Linked DNA regions of Zea mays: region 2 is linked to region 1. A link is a contact called in public Hi-C data. All regions are on one chromosome and are shown on one strand. The core of a region is the stretch at or near the end of the contact, and the rest is flanking DNA. Distances in the headings are between cores, read along the strand shown.

What was found. Hi-C and Micro-C count contacts between places; a contact is called where the count stands out from the background.
Region 2: a contact with region 1 is called in a Hi-C map of leaf, with 4 times the contacts expected there. The contact joins the enhancer-like site here to the promoter of LOC100285059 in region 1. A contact is called at or near these places in 9 of 25 Hi-C or Micro-C datasets (bundle sheath, ear, leaf and 1 more) and 1 of 3 datasets of contacts at active chromatin or transcription factors (seedling).

What each region holds. Positions count from the first base shown.
Region 1 is chr9:17,229,460-17,232,707 of Zm-B73-REFERENCE-NAM-5.0, forward strand. LOC100285059 reads left to right here and starts at 1,629. Exons shown (of 4, transcript NM_001372164.1): 1 at 1,629-1,850; 2 at 2,720-2,989. The coding sequence starts at 1,746. LOC103638013 (adenylyltransferase and sulfurtransferase MOCS3-1) reads right to left here and starts at 1,410. Exons shown (of 10, transcript NM_001301626.1): 1 at 1,062-1,410; 2 at 519-611. The coding sequence starts at 1,344.
Region 2 is chr9:17,329,047-17,332,400 of Zm-B73-REFERENCE-NAM-5.0, forward strand. No RefSeq gene overlaps it. Among protein-coding and RNA genes, the nearest start is that of LOC100272850, 24 kb to the left of the region's middle. Within about 2 kb of position 1,830, at least 12 of the 20 cell types and tissues checked have an H3K27ac peak or open chromatin away from gene starts, as enhancers often do. A contact at or near this core is called in bundle sheath, ear, leaf and 2 more, where this site is marked.

The DNA of each region.
Region 1 (3,248 bases), core at 379-2,878:
TGAGAAACTATCATTCAACACAACTTCACAGCAGAGTATGAGGCAGCTGTTGAGAAGGAAAACATGTATCTTCCTAGCTATAACTGTGTCTTTTGCACCAATCAGATTGAAGAATCTTTGCAGCACTTGCTCATTCTCTGTCCATTTGCTTCTGCCTGTTGGAACCTAGTTAATATGCAGACAAGTTCAAACATGAACCCTTTTGAATGTCTTCATCAGTTCAAGCAACCAACTCAACACGCCCTTCTTTATGAAAATTATCATCATTATGTACTGGAGCATTTGGAAGGCAAGAGATGATCTAATTTTCCAAGGAATCCAACCATCTGTTTTCGCTTCCAAGAAAATGACTATTTTCTCTGTTCACCATGAGGGTGAAGCAGAGCCACTTCCCTCTAATTGGTACATGGCTGGAAAACTTAATTTAATTCGGTTAATTTTCTTCGTTTCAACTCTTTACTTTTTATTTAATACTCATAATTCACAAAAAAAAAATCAACAGCGGAGAAGAAAATTACCGACACCACAAGCTGCTAGATACAATGCCAGGGGAGAGCCCAAACCTCCAGCCCCAACAACTAAAATCGACGACTGTGACAGCTTCCGCTGGCCTGCCAGAAAGATGACAAAGGTCAGAGGATCAGCCGAAACGAGCGTGCTAACTGCACCGTTTTCCCCAGCAATATGCTGCGATTGTGATGACACATCTGAAGCAGAAGAGACAAGCAACTATATGACAGTGCTTCCTCCGTTCCAAATTATAATACATTCCACTAAAAAACTTTGTTGAAGAGTCAAATGACCTTAACTTTGACCAAAATTAATGATAGGTTTGGCCAAAATTATATAAATAATCATAAAGATTTATGTCATAAAATAGGGGTAGTATGAAAATATAATTAATAAAAATCAAATATATTTATTTAGTTTCCTAATTATTATTATTTTATTATATAAATTTAGTTAGCTCTAAAAATGTTAGAACAAGAGGGACGGAGTGAGGAGTAAACAATGAGACTTTGGAGGCAGCAAGCCGTGACGAGTGAAACTAAACAACTGACCTTCGACCCCGAAGTCCGGGAGAAGGAGGTGGCGGCTGTACCGGTAGATCATATCCGCCGGGAGGCTACCGTCCGGAGCAAACTCGTTACCCACGCGGCTCTGGCACGCTCCACTCCCGCCGCACGCATCGTCCCCTACTCCTTTCCCCGCCGCCGCACCGTTGAATCCCGCAGGCCCTGCCTCGAGCTGCGATTCCAGCAGCCGTATCCGGCCGTCGAGCTCCTCCCGCTCTGCCCGAAGCTTCTTCAGCTCCCGCTCTATGGCCTCCCTCCTGCCGCCCATCCCTCCGCGGCTCCGCACCTGAACGCTTTGCTCACTTCTGCCGTGTCGCCTCAACCGCCGAAATGGTCTCGCCACAGCCGCCAAAATTAACTAACCACGTCTTTTCCACGCGGGCTCGGCCCACGTAAACAAATACGTAAACCTAGGCCCACGTAAACGCTTACGTAAAGCCTGGAGCACAGTCTGACCCACGCAGTAGTAGATGTGCTTTAAAGTGCGGCCCAATAAGAGACCACTTTGAGCTAGAGGCGAGGGCGAGGTATTCGGTCAACGATCGGTCGGGACTCCGGACTCGGGAGTCGGCACTCGGGTCTCGACGTCTCGTCTCGTCTCGTCTCGCCTGCCCGCAGCCCCTTGGCTTCGTTCCATCCGGCTTCTCGGCGGCGGCGGAGAGGAGGGGGATGGCGCACCGGCTGCTGCGGGACGCGCAGGCGGACGGGTGGGAGCGGTCGGACTTCCCCATCATCTGCGAGTCATGCCTCGGCGACAACCCCTACGTCCGGATGGTAACACATCAAACCCTAGCCCTACCTGAATGATTTGTGTGCTTCTCTTTGGCGTCGTTATCCGATTTGTGGCCGGTGGTCCGCTTGATTTGGTTTCGTCTGTGATTTCTTATGCTCGACGGGAACTAGGTCTAGGTTTCGCTGCGTCGAATTCTGTGCACGTTTTTTTTTTTTGGCATATTGCCTTCTTTGTGAAATTGTCTCTTATAGATGTGTTATTAAACTTGGGATTGGATCTTTGAGGAAGTCTGATGCAGTGATGCTTGCTTCGGGATTGTGCTCTGCAAAATGCTAAATTACTGGTAGTGGTTTGGAAACCGTTTGGTTCGCTTGCTTCTCCTCATCATACCTTGCTTAGCCAGGAAATGGAAAGAGGTAGCTGTTTGATTTGGGAGGCTTGTTTTTCTTGGGGCTTGTGCTGCCAAGAAAATATCATGCTACCATTGGAGAGCTGATTCGGCTGTTTCCAACCACGAGGTAGGGCAGACCCTTGCTAGCTAGGAAAGGCAATCTCTGCCTCAGAACTGAACAGCCCTGGTTTCCATTAATTTCACCCCAAGTAGCCACTGTTGATGATTCTGCAAGAGCAGTAGTGCAGTAAGGTGGTTTCGCCATGCGCATAGTGTGATTAGCAAGATGAGTGATAGATTTAAGCCAGTTATAACCAGGGTAAATTAGTTTCTAGAATGCTAACAAATTAAACTAGCTAACCAATTGGTTTTGCCATATGCAATACACATCATGTAGTACCAGATAGGTGTTGTGTAATACATGAATGGGAATAACTTTCCATTTAGTTGCTCCTTATTTTGCATTTGCTTCAGTATTTCATGTAAATATGATTCACTGACTCTTGTTTTTCTTTGCAGTTAAGAGCTGAATATGACAAAGAATGCAAAATTTGTGCACGTCCTTTTACTGTATTCCGGTGGCGTCCTGGGCGAGATGCAAGGTACAAGAAGACTGAGATCTGCCAGACATGTTGCAAGCTAAAGAATGTCTGCCAGGTCTGCCTGCTGGATCTTGAATATGGTCTGCCTGTTCAGGTCCGAGATACAGCACTCTCTATCAATTCCAATGATGCAATTCCAAGGAGTGATGTCAATCGCGAATATTTTGCAGAAGAGCATGATAGGAGGGTATGTTTCTCTTCCAATATTAAATCTTGATGCTGATGTTAATTTCTTTCCTATTACCCAAAATCTAAGACAAATTGTATTCTTCAGGTTGTTTGTTCATTTGAAATCTGAAATGAAGATATCACGTACTACCTCCATCTTTTTATATTTGACGCCAAACAATACAAAACTGAACTACAAAACATCAAATAATAAATATGGAGGCAGTATATTATAATACTGTTTTTATGATGTCACTGTAAACTGTATCATAGTGTTG
Region 2 (3,354 bases), core at 580-3,079, 100 kb after region 1:
ATGGTAATCATACTTCACTGTCCTTTGAGAATGTTAAGTAAAATTTGTTCTGAACCCATAGGTGAAGGTTTAATTATTCGGGGATCTGGAGATCATAAATCCAACCTTTTATTGTCGTAATTGCAGAAAAAATACTCATCATATTTCTCAATACCCCAAGGTGAGAAATAAAGAGGAGAGAAATAAAAAAGAATTGGATAAGTCTTCTGTTGAAGCCATTTTTATTGAAACTTTGGATAGTGAAGAAGCTCTGTTTGTTACCTCAATTGAAAAATGCTCTTCTTGGGTTCTCGATTTCGCTTACATTTTTCATATTTGTTCGCATAGAGATTGGTTTTCTGATTATGTTCAGTCTCATGTTGGTGAGGTTGTTATTGGAGGTGGATCCACATGTGAGATTATTGGAATCAACTCTATTTATATCCAAGTTCATGATGGCAGTATTAAGAAACTTATCGATGTCCGCTTTGTTTCAGAATTGAAGAGAAATCTTATTTCTTTGAGCACTTTAGAAGCAATGAGATTCAATTTTGCTGCTATTGATGGTGTTGTTAAGGTTTCACGCGGCAACTGTATTATGTTGAAGGGCAACCGTTTGAATAATCTCAATTACTTGCAATGTTCAACAGTTGATGCTGAATCTGTTTTTATTGCGTTTCAAAAGAGAGGTTATTTTGATGATACGAAGCCGTGCTCCAGTTTCAAGTCTAATGATTTCTTAGACTTGGTTGATATTCAAATTTAGCATCCTAGTGGCGTTTGGGGAAACAGTTTTATAGATTTAGCGTCAAGGGGAAATTTGTTTGATAAGATCATGTGACACTATCTCTATCTCATTTGCCTATATAAATAGGTCCCCTTGTATCATGTACTCGAACAACATATAATATATCTATTTTTTCGTGGTTTTTTTCTCCTCCACATTGGAGGAGTTTTCCACATTAAACTCTGTGTCTCCTTTTCCCCACCTACGATCCTAACAGATTGGTTAGCTGGACAAGCACACCCACGCTTGCTTGCCCGATCCAGACTGACCGAAAACATGTATTTTTGGCGTATGAGTGGATGTAGCTAAAGAGACCTCAAAATGATTTGTTCTGTATTTACTCGTATAACTCATGCTCTAGATATATAGGGACCAAACAAATGCTTAGATAAAGTCAATGCACGCGGTGACGCAGGACGAGACGATGCGGCCAACTTATATGTTCTTGGCTGTCTGTGTCCATGTCGTCGCCTTTTATTACGACGACGACGGCGGCACAAGATGGACGTAGCAGATATCGCACTGCTGTGTTTTCAGATGTTGATGAGTGTGCCGCCGTCAATGTTCCACGGCCATGCCCTGTCCAATGCACCAACATACCTTGCCCAAAATGCTAGTCTACGAGTGCGTTCCCAACGGCACCCTGATCGCGCTTGAGTCTTCTGCTCTTTAAGCTTACCTTCATTCATGGGCTTCACCTCCAACAATCCTTCATCGTGCTGTCAAATCTTCTAATACAACTCTTCGTCTCCTCGATGAGAAAGAACTATGCTGCGATGGTATCAGACTTTGCGGCCTCCATACTGGCAGGCACCGACTGGGACTGGCAGTGGCAGGTCCTCAGTTCACGACTCTTGAGTCTGAGCACACGCATACTTGCCAGCTGACGGATAAGAGTGACATGTACTATACAGCTTTGGTGTTGTTCTTCTAGAACATGACCCTGAACGAAGAGATGGAGCCTGTTCGGGCAATCGTCGCTCGGCAGCTTGGAGATTGTCCAGCACTCGGAAATTTCAGCATGTGCATGGAGACGAGGATTCTGCAAGGCCTGCTGCCTGCTGGAGTCTGGGAGTTAGATTCGGTCCAATCTCTACTACGCGGGCCGGCCCAAAAATAAACTGAGCAAGTGGAGGTTACGAACTTTTATTCAAGGCATACTCTTTTTTTAAACGAACCGGCAAGAGATCTACCCGTTATATTAAAAAGAAGGAGCCTAAAGTGGGCAGGTTTAAAATACAAAGACACCCCACAAAAACATGACCAAGCCGAAAAAACACAAACAAACAAGACTAATCTAAAAGGAGACTAGGAGAAAAACCAAGTTCAAACACACAAAACTAAAGAGATGCTAGAAGATTAGCCAGCTGGTTGGCTCCTGCACATATCCAGGCTGATACCTCAGATATAATAGATGCGAGAATCTGAGCACATATGGAGGATTTGTGGTCGAAAATCCTAGCATTTCTCACACACCAGACCATCCAATTCGCTAGAATTAAGAGGCTTCTCAAGCCCATCATGTTGCAACCTTATCTTGAGTTGTAGCTAGGGACGTCCACCATTGTAGGACATACTCATTGCGGTCCCAGTTACTTGGACTAAGGCCCTCCACCGCTGCCCGTACAGCCACCCCTCCCCAAATCCGCTTGGTTAAACGACACTCAACGAAGAGATGCAATCCTGACTTTAAAGTTTGCCCACATAATGCACAGGCAGCGTTGTGGGGCCAATCCCTCTTCGCAAGACGATCTGTTGTCCAAATTCTATTTTGGATGGCTAACCAATTGAAGAATTTATATTTCGGTGGCGCCCATACCTTCCAAATGATCCAGTTCATATTTGTAAGCTCAGAGCCGAGGAATTAGGCAAGGTCTGCTGATTTCGCCAAATACTGTCGATCTTCTGAGAGTTTCCAACTAATAGAGTCACAAATACCTGGTTGCAAGGATATTCTTTGCAAAATTGACCAAAGCCTACAGTACTCCCCAATGTGTTGCTTTGTCACCTCAACAGAAAATAGGTTGTGGTCCCTAATCCAAGTATGATTCGACACAGCGCCTCACTCAAAGATCTGTTCTTTCTTTGGGACACATTGAAAATGAGAGGCGCAATGTCCTTCAGTATTAACCCTTGCACCCACGCATCATTCCAAAAGGACACCTTTGTCCCGTCTCCCACCAAAATCGATGTCACTGCTGCGAAGAGCTGTCGATCTTTTGTCATGCAAGGGAGTTCCAAGGCCGTCTAGAGCCTAGTTGATGAAGCCCAATCTTGCCATAGCCAACGCAAACGCAAGGTCCTTGCAAATTTGGTTAAATGAAGGATACCCAAGCCTCCGCACTCTTTTGGCCTTGCGGAACGGAGCCAATTTACCTTGCATTTACCTCCCGTAATTTGTGCACACCCAGCCCAAAGGAATTTTTTCCTTCTCGAGACAATTAAATTCAATATTTCCTTAGGAGCCCGTAAAGCAGAGAGAAGGTAGATTGTTTGGGAGGTAATGACTGACTTAACTAAAGTTAGTCTACCAACCATAGAGAGGTTTTTCCCATTCCAGCCACTGAGCTTGTTCGAAATTTTGTCAA